2 separate regions of the Mustela erminea genome follow, and region 1 is linked to region 2. Evidence: chromatin contacts called from public Hi-C data. All regions are on one chromosome and are shown on one strand. The core of a region is the stretch at or near the end of the contact, and the rest is flanking DNA. Distances in the headings are between cores, read along the strand shown.

The links. A called contact is a pair of places that touch in the nucleus more often than the background predicts.
Region 1: a contact with region 2 is called in a Hi-C map of fibroblasts, with 9 times the contacts expected there. The contact joins the enhancer-like site here to the promoter of AMOTL2 in region 2. A contact is called at or near these places in 2 of 3 Hi-C or Micro-C datasets (fibroblasts and skeletal muscle).

What each region holds. Positions count from the first base shown.
Region 1 is chr1:92,174,655-92,178,416 of mMusErm1.Pri, forward strand. No RefSeq gene overlaps it. Among named protein-coding and RNA genes, the nearest start is that of CEP63, 10 kb to the right of the region's middle. Within about 2 kb of position 1,282, the one cell type or tissue checked has open chromatin away from gene starts, as enhancers often do. A contact at or near this core is called in fibroblasts, where this site is marked.
Region 2 is chr1:92,102,109-92,105,663 of mMusErm1.Pri, forward strand. AMOTL2 (angiomotin-like protein 2) reads right to left here and starts at 2,100. Exons shown (of 10, transcript XM_032333551.1): 1 at 1,941-2,100.

The sequences.
Region 1 (3,762 bases), core at 32-2,531, 72 kb after region 2:
AAAAAATAAATTAAAAAAAAATAGGGATTTGGCGTCTCCTAAAGCACAGATATGACAAGATCATTCCTCTAGTCAAAGACCCTGACTGTGTTCCCTATTCCTTGAGACCAAGATCTAATCTCTGTTGAGTAGTTCTCTGTTCAGCAACCCCCATGGGCCGTTCTAATATGACTTCCCTGCTTCTTCCCTAGAAAGGAGATCACATGATTTGAATTGGGGGACAAAAGCAGAAAAGATGTGTAAATATCTTTGTCAGCACTTTCTTTGTAACATTGTAATAATCTATTCACTATTCTTCTCTCACCTACTGGTATTTCTCAATGTGGTCACTATGGGTAATTTGGACAGAACAATTCTTTTTTGCAATATAGTTAAGAGCCTGGCCAACAGACCACTAAAAGCTGCAGTGTTCTCTGATGCCCTATTTTCCATCAGCCTAGTCACTGTGACCACCAAAAAAATTCCCACCTGTTTCCAAATATACCAGTTCTACTCTTAGTTGGAAGGAAGGGAGAGAGGGAGGGAAACATTAGGATTAAATGGGAAATGACAGGATATCATCACCAAAAGTCCCTTTGCCAGTGCTGCTTCTCATCTCTAGATGTATAAATCTAGCCTTTCAAAGGTTGTCTTTTTCCATAAAGCTTTCCTAAATCCCCTCGGCTGTAGATTATTCCTCTTCTTTTTATTTATTTATTTACTGTTTACTTTTTTCAGTGTACTGTCTGCTCCCAATGTGGGGCTCAAACTCATGACCCTGAGATCAAGAGTCACAGGTTCTACCAACTGAGCCAGCCAGGCGCCCAGATGATTCCTCTTCTGATTCCCCTCTTCCATGGCATTATTTCTCTCTCCATCTGTTTAGCCGTCCATCCACCTGTCCATCCATCCATTTGTCCATCTATCCAGTAAGTACTTAGTGAGCACTTACAGTGCACCAGGCACCCTGAGCACTTTCTTCTTAGATTATTGCCCTTGGCACAAGTGTTTTCTCTTCCTCAAGAAGTCCCGCAGTTAGACCATGTGCCAGAGTGAGCACTGGTCTCTGCCCAGGGCGGTGGGTGCAGGGACACTGAGATGCAGACGACACATGGGAGGAAGCATGGGCAATGATGCCGGGAGAGTGGAGGCATGATCAGGGTGTGGGTGGAGGAAAACCCCCTCTGCCCTTGGGTGGTGGCCCCACGATAAACGGGATCTGAGTCACCAGGGAAGGCAGGCCGTAACTAGGATGGGTTTATACATCAACCTCCCTCACTTCCTTTGGAGTCACTTGGTTGTTTTCAAATTCTCCACCCTTTGCCGGCCCCCGCCTCCCCTCATCACATCCAGTGTGTGTGTTGAGTGTGTGTGTATGCGTGGACATGAGCAGCTGGCTCTAGGTAAGAAGAAAATTAGCTAAAAACAGGAAATTGTGCCATTTTTGACCTATAAAAACAGCTTTTCATATGGTTCAGCACATTGAGTAAATGGAAATAAAAATCCAGGCTGAAACTCTTCATGAGCTAATGTGTTGACCATGGTTCTCAGCTCTGTGATTGTGCTCTCGTATCTTATTTCAATCAGAGGCTCTATTCTGAGACAGTCACGTTGCTGTAGTGTTAGCGGAAGAGTGAGTTCATATAGCACTTGCCTAAAAGACGGATGAAATTTAGGTGCAGACCTGCCCTGGGATTGGGTGATAACCTTGTTTCAGTTTTCTCAACTGTCCACAAATCCTGTCTTGTTGCACTTCTAGTGTTTCTCTATCTCCCCTCTCACTCTGTGGGTAGGATGGGCTAGCTTTCAGGTAGTGACGATGACAGAGGACTGGGTCAAGCTCAGGAAACAATTTCACTCATGGGTCTGTAGGATTTCATGAGGAACAGGAAGAGCTTTCAGGATGCCTGCTGGTCTGCCCAGCTTTTTTCCTGCCCCTTCTCCTGGATGTGCCTGCTTTTTGGATATCCCAAAGCTAGACACTTGGTGGCTTGAATTCTCATTCCCAGTTGAAGGCGTTTGCTGGATCCATGTGGTCACCGTCCAACATGGAACTCCTACAGATGGTTGCCATAGTTCTAAGGACCAGCTATATAATTTATGGGGTCCCTTGTTCAAAGATTGTTAAGAATTTCAAGACAGCCTCTGAGTCGGAGTCCTGTGTGGCTACACAGTCTGCATGTCCATGGAATGTGTCCCAGTTGGCTCAAGGACAAAGGCCCGGAAGGTCACAAGATGTGAAGTCTATTTAAGAGACCATCCAGGTGGGCCTGGGTGGCTCAGTGGGTTAAAGCTTCTGCCTTCGGCTCAGGTCATGATCTCAGAGTCCTGAGACTGAGCCCCACATCAGGCTCTCTGTTCAGTAGGGAGTCTGCCCCACCCTCCCCAGCTTGCCTCTCTGCCTACTTGTAATCTCTATCAAATAAATAAATAAAATCTTTTAAAAAAGAGAGAGAGAGACCATTCAGATACCTTTCTATGGCAGCAGCTTCCCCTTGTCCACTACTTTCCATACGAGCTCACAGACGGGGTGCAGCATGGCAAGGAAGTGGGGAACAAATATAACTGTGGGTAAAACAGGGCCAGATCAGGACAGGAGAAACAGTCTTTGTAGAGCCTAGTAGATCGTTCCAGGATAATGCCTAAATTCTCCAAATAACTTAACACAGACAGCTGGGAAATAGCTTAATGAGAAAGTCCCTAGGCGTGATCATGAATATTGGTTGGGGCCAGAGTCCGTCACAATTGCTGTTTCTGGCTCTCTTTCTCTGTAATCAAAGTTCTGAACTGCCCTCACCTTCCATGTGCCCTCACTTGGGCCCCTCACAAAGCACAAGCAAGGAGCCCACTAAGTGAGCCCACGAAAGGCAGCCAGCCAGAATCCCAGGGATTCACACGAACCTCTACCCAGCACTTTGGGCAACGCAGATCTGCAGAATCACTTCCAAGCCAAACACCACATTTATTCAGCATCCTCAGTTTAGTTTATCAAAAGGGCTGCGTGTGATTCAGACTTTCTCAAAGGAATAGAGCGCCCCCTGCTGGGTAAATGGCATCGCCGTTAAGCTGTCCTTTACCAATGCACCAAAATCTGAAAATACACCGTTAGTGAATTAACATCGTAGAAGACCCAGAATCAACAGTATGACTCATAGTGATAAAGTTGTCAGTTATAGGAATTATATATGGATTTGGTGATAAGTTGATTTTTTTACATGTTTTATGACTCCTGAGTTCCTAACAATTTTTTTTTTTAGATCTTTATCTCAATTATGGAAACGAGGAAAACATTTTGAAGTACTCAATGTTCCAGTAGGATTTCCCACTCATTTCAGAGAAGAGTGGTCTCAGAAGATCTCACAGGGGAGGAGGCTGCATGGTCCAAGGAGAGGACATGGGTTTGGAGATCAGCCAGACTAGGTTGCTAGAGTGGTTTCAGCTTGGAACAAATTGTTCGATTTTGAGTTACCATCTTGTGATCACAAGGACAATAATATCCACCTTCAAAAGTGGTTGTGAGCGCTAGAGATCCTGTGCCTGAAGCGCTCAGAAGCGCTCAGTTAACTGTGGGTCATTGTTACTGTTACTCTATTATTATGAAGTGGGTCTAATTGGGCTTCAAAGGATCTGCCGCTTCCAGACACAGAGCCTACCTTCCCAGGGGGCAGGGGCTCCATCTGGCTCAGAGAATTTGCCCCTGGGTCACAAGGGCAGTGCTCACACTGGGCACTCCACTTTCTTTTGAACCCCACAACCACACTCTGGGTGCTGGCTTTGTGATAC
Region 2 (3,555 bases), core at 850-3,349:
GCATGACCTTGGCAGTCACTCTGCAAGGTGAATGGGAAGAAGGGAGAAAAGTCATCTGGTTTGGTGAATAAGGGATGAGAGAAGACAGGCTAGCTACCACAGGACCATGGTTTTGTGAAATGAGGCATCAAGGTTTATGGGCCAGTCACACAGTCTGTGTGCGGACAAGTTCCTGGGAGCACCTGGAAAGACAAAGGATGGCACCGTGTCTTTGATTTTTGACCGTCCGACCGATGTAAAACACACACACACGCACAGGCACACCTGCTACTTAGAAAAAGACCCGGATGGTCCTCTGCCACATTGTGGGGGTGGGCGCTGGGCATCTTGACATCACGAACACTCATCTGAGCCAAATGGAGGAGTAAGGGAGCAAGGGAGAGGCTCCTGGTTGCTGGGGCTAGGCGCCTGCAGCGCAGGGCATGTGTCCCGAGGAAGGGATTCTCTTCTGAGCTTGGGCTCTCAGTGGCTCAGGTCCTGGAAAACTGCCCGCCTCACTGGGCTTCCTTCCCACAGCCTCCTCCAACACAAACCTCCAAAGGAGATTTGGGGAAAACCAAACAAAACCCACATCTCCATAGGTCCTTACTTATGGGGGGAGGGGAGTGGGAAAAACATGGTCCCTCCCCTGCCTCAAAAGTAGCCCCAGGGCCCCACTGCATTTTGGATTTGGGAGGCTGGCACTCCTTCCTCCCAGCGGCCCAGAAAGGAGGAGAGGGAGTGGAGTCTCGAAGGCATCTTCGGTCCCCATCCTTTCCGGCACCCAATCACGCTGCCCCCCTCTCCCTACACACAGTAGGTGTGGAGATCCAAGACTCCAGAGTTGCCAGAGGCAAAACAAACCAGAATCAATTCACCCTAGAGTTTCATCCACGAGGCATTTTCTTAAAAAAAAAAAAAAAAAAATCAGTTTGGGCTGACTCCCGCTGAGAACGAAGAGGGGGGTGGGGTGTACCGAATGCAGAGTTTCCTGGACACATTCCTAGTCTCCTCCCCGCAGAAATGTGCCTGGGAGCGGGGAACACCTACCGGACCTCTCAGCCGAGTCTGTCCCTGTCAGGCCCCTCGGATGCACATTCTTTCAGCGGAGCCGTTGTTAAATCTGGGACCACGACCCCAGCCATGCACCTTTGGTGCACCAGCGCACGCAACTCCCTGAACACCCCACCCCCGTTCCTAAGTAAGCACACAACTCCGGCTCTCGCTAGCTTAAGGAACCCAAGCAAAGTCTCAAAGTCGGACTGCAGCCCAGCCAGGATCCAGCCCTACCCGGACTCCAAGCCGACCACGAACACCCGGAGGCTGCCAGGGCGCTTAGAGCGAGCAGGCGAGGGTAGCCGGTAGCCCACTGAGTTCTTTAAGCTTTGCGGGTCCGCCTCCCTCCCTGCCTCCCGAGCCCTCTTTGTTTTCCAAATGCTCCAACGCTGACGTCACCGGGCTGGACGGCCGGCTGCATTCTTTCTAAGTGAGAGCCATTCCGTGGCTCCAGAGAGGATTTTCCAAGGAAGACAAAGAGGAATTCTTGGACTAGTTGGGGGCAAAGACACCTGTAATCCCCACCTAACCAGTTCAACCCCAGGGCCCTGCAACTTGAACTCCGAGCGGCGCCTCCTGCCCTGTTCCGCGCCCCTCTCCCAGGCCCACGACCCACTACAGGGGACTCCGCTCTCCCCAAAGGCTGCCCCTCTGCCCCCGCCCCAAGGGACCCGCGCGCCAGCGACAGCTCCAGACCCAGGCACGCTGCGAGGGGCCGGCAGAGAGGAACGGCTCAGGGCCGCCTCCGCGGCTTCCTCGAAAGGGCGCACTTCACCCAGGGGACGCTCGGTGCGTCCGGCTCCCGCTCCCGGAAAAGGGCGGGCTGCACGGGGTCTCTGGCTCCGGCTGGACGCGCGTCTCCCCGGGCCCGCGCGTTCCCCGAAGCCCGGAGGCGCCTTCCTTACCGCTGTGGCCCGCAGGTGCTCGGCGTAGTCAGACCCGACGACCCGGCCCGGCCCGGCCCGGCCCGGTCCGGCCCGGCTCGGCTCGGCTCGGCAGCGGAGGTGTGCACTCGGCGGTGGCGCCGACGCTCTGGCCGCTCGGGCCCCAGCGCGCAGCCCCAGAGTCGGCCCGCGCCGGAGGCGGCTGCTATGCCAGGAATGTGAGAGTTTCAGGTTCCCCCTCGGGATCAAAGCGAACCACAAATAACCTCTCAGCGCACCGCCCTCCTCCGCCCTCCGCCTCCTCCCGCTCCCTCCTCCCGGCCCCCGCCTTCCTCTCGGGAGGCGGCGCTGCGGGCTGAGCCCGGAGCTCCCTTCCCGGGCCGCCCAGAGCCCTCTAGGACGCCCTACACCTCTCCCGCCTCCACACCCCATCGCCACGCTTTGCCTTTAGGGCTGCTGCGGACGAATTCATCTCCTCGGCCATTACCGTCCCGCAAACCCGTCCCCGCCTTCCACCCACTCTTTCATTCCTGTGCGCGGACAGGGACACCCGAAAGCTGGACAATCGCGTATCCCTGAGGGGTTCTGGGTTTTGCTGCGGCGGAGGGGTTCGGGGAGTGTGTGTGTGTGTGTGTGTGTGTGCGTGTGTGTGTGCGCGCGCGCGTGCGCGCAATGTGACTACAATGATGTCCACACCTGCCTGGCTTGGACCCTAAGCCCCCGTCCCTGGTGAAAAGAGAAGCCGCTTCTAGCTCTAGTCTCTTCCCTAACCCCCACTGTTTTCACTGCCAGCGGCAACCTTTGAATTGCCCTGTTATTGTTTACAAACACCTTCACCAGCTCTTTGGGGGCCTGTCTCCACAGGAAGTGTGAATCTGGGTTGAAAATCTTCCGGTTAATTTGATCCACCTAACCCACTGAATCACCCGCCGCCAGGCGCTCTGTCCAACTCTTCCGGAAAAGGGACTGATGGGCACCCCGAAATTTACGCAGGGCGCATGGTGTGCCACCACCCGCTTTTCGCCTCGTCATCCGGGTCAGCCCTCCTAAATCATCGTCCCAGGGAATTCTGTTATCCTTTCTGTGTTATACACGAGGAAGCCAAGGCTCAGGGAGGTTAATTAGCTTGATACAGAGCAGAAGCGATGAAGCCAGGTAACCACTGGCTGCTATTTTTCATTCTCAAAACCCTTCCGTTTCCACCAGGATCCAGGCTCCCTATAGAGGGACAGGACAGACCCTGGGAGCCCGAGGAAGGGGCTCCATTCCAGTCTCTTCTTCATTTCCCCCAACACACCTACCAGTCAGGGGCCTTCCTTGATGTCTACCTCTGTTGCTCCTGGTATTCTTCATCTGGGTGGAGTGATTTCCTCTGCCCTTCCGACCCTTACTACCCCCCAGTCCCCTGAGCTGGTCCATCCATGTTGATACACAACTTTTCAGACGCACTCTCCCCACCTGCCCTCACCCCCTGTCCCCACCTGCCTTTCTCCTCTACGACCACAGTTCAGGGTGCCATTCCTGAGCCCTGACCACACTGGGCCTCCCGCCCTCTGCATGGGGGGGGGGTACTCAGGCCTGCCCACTGGGAGAATCAAAGGCTGAGTCCTACACCCCCCCCCCCCCACCTCGCCCC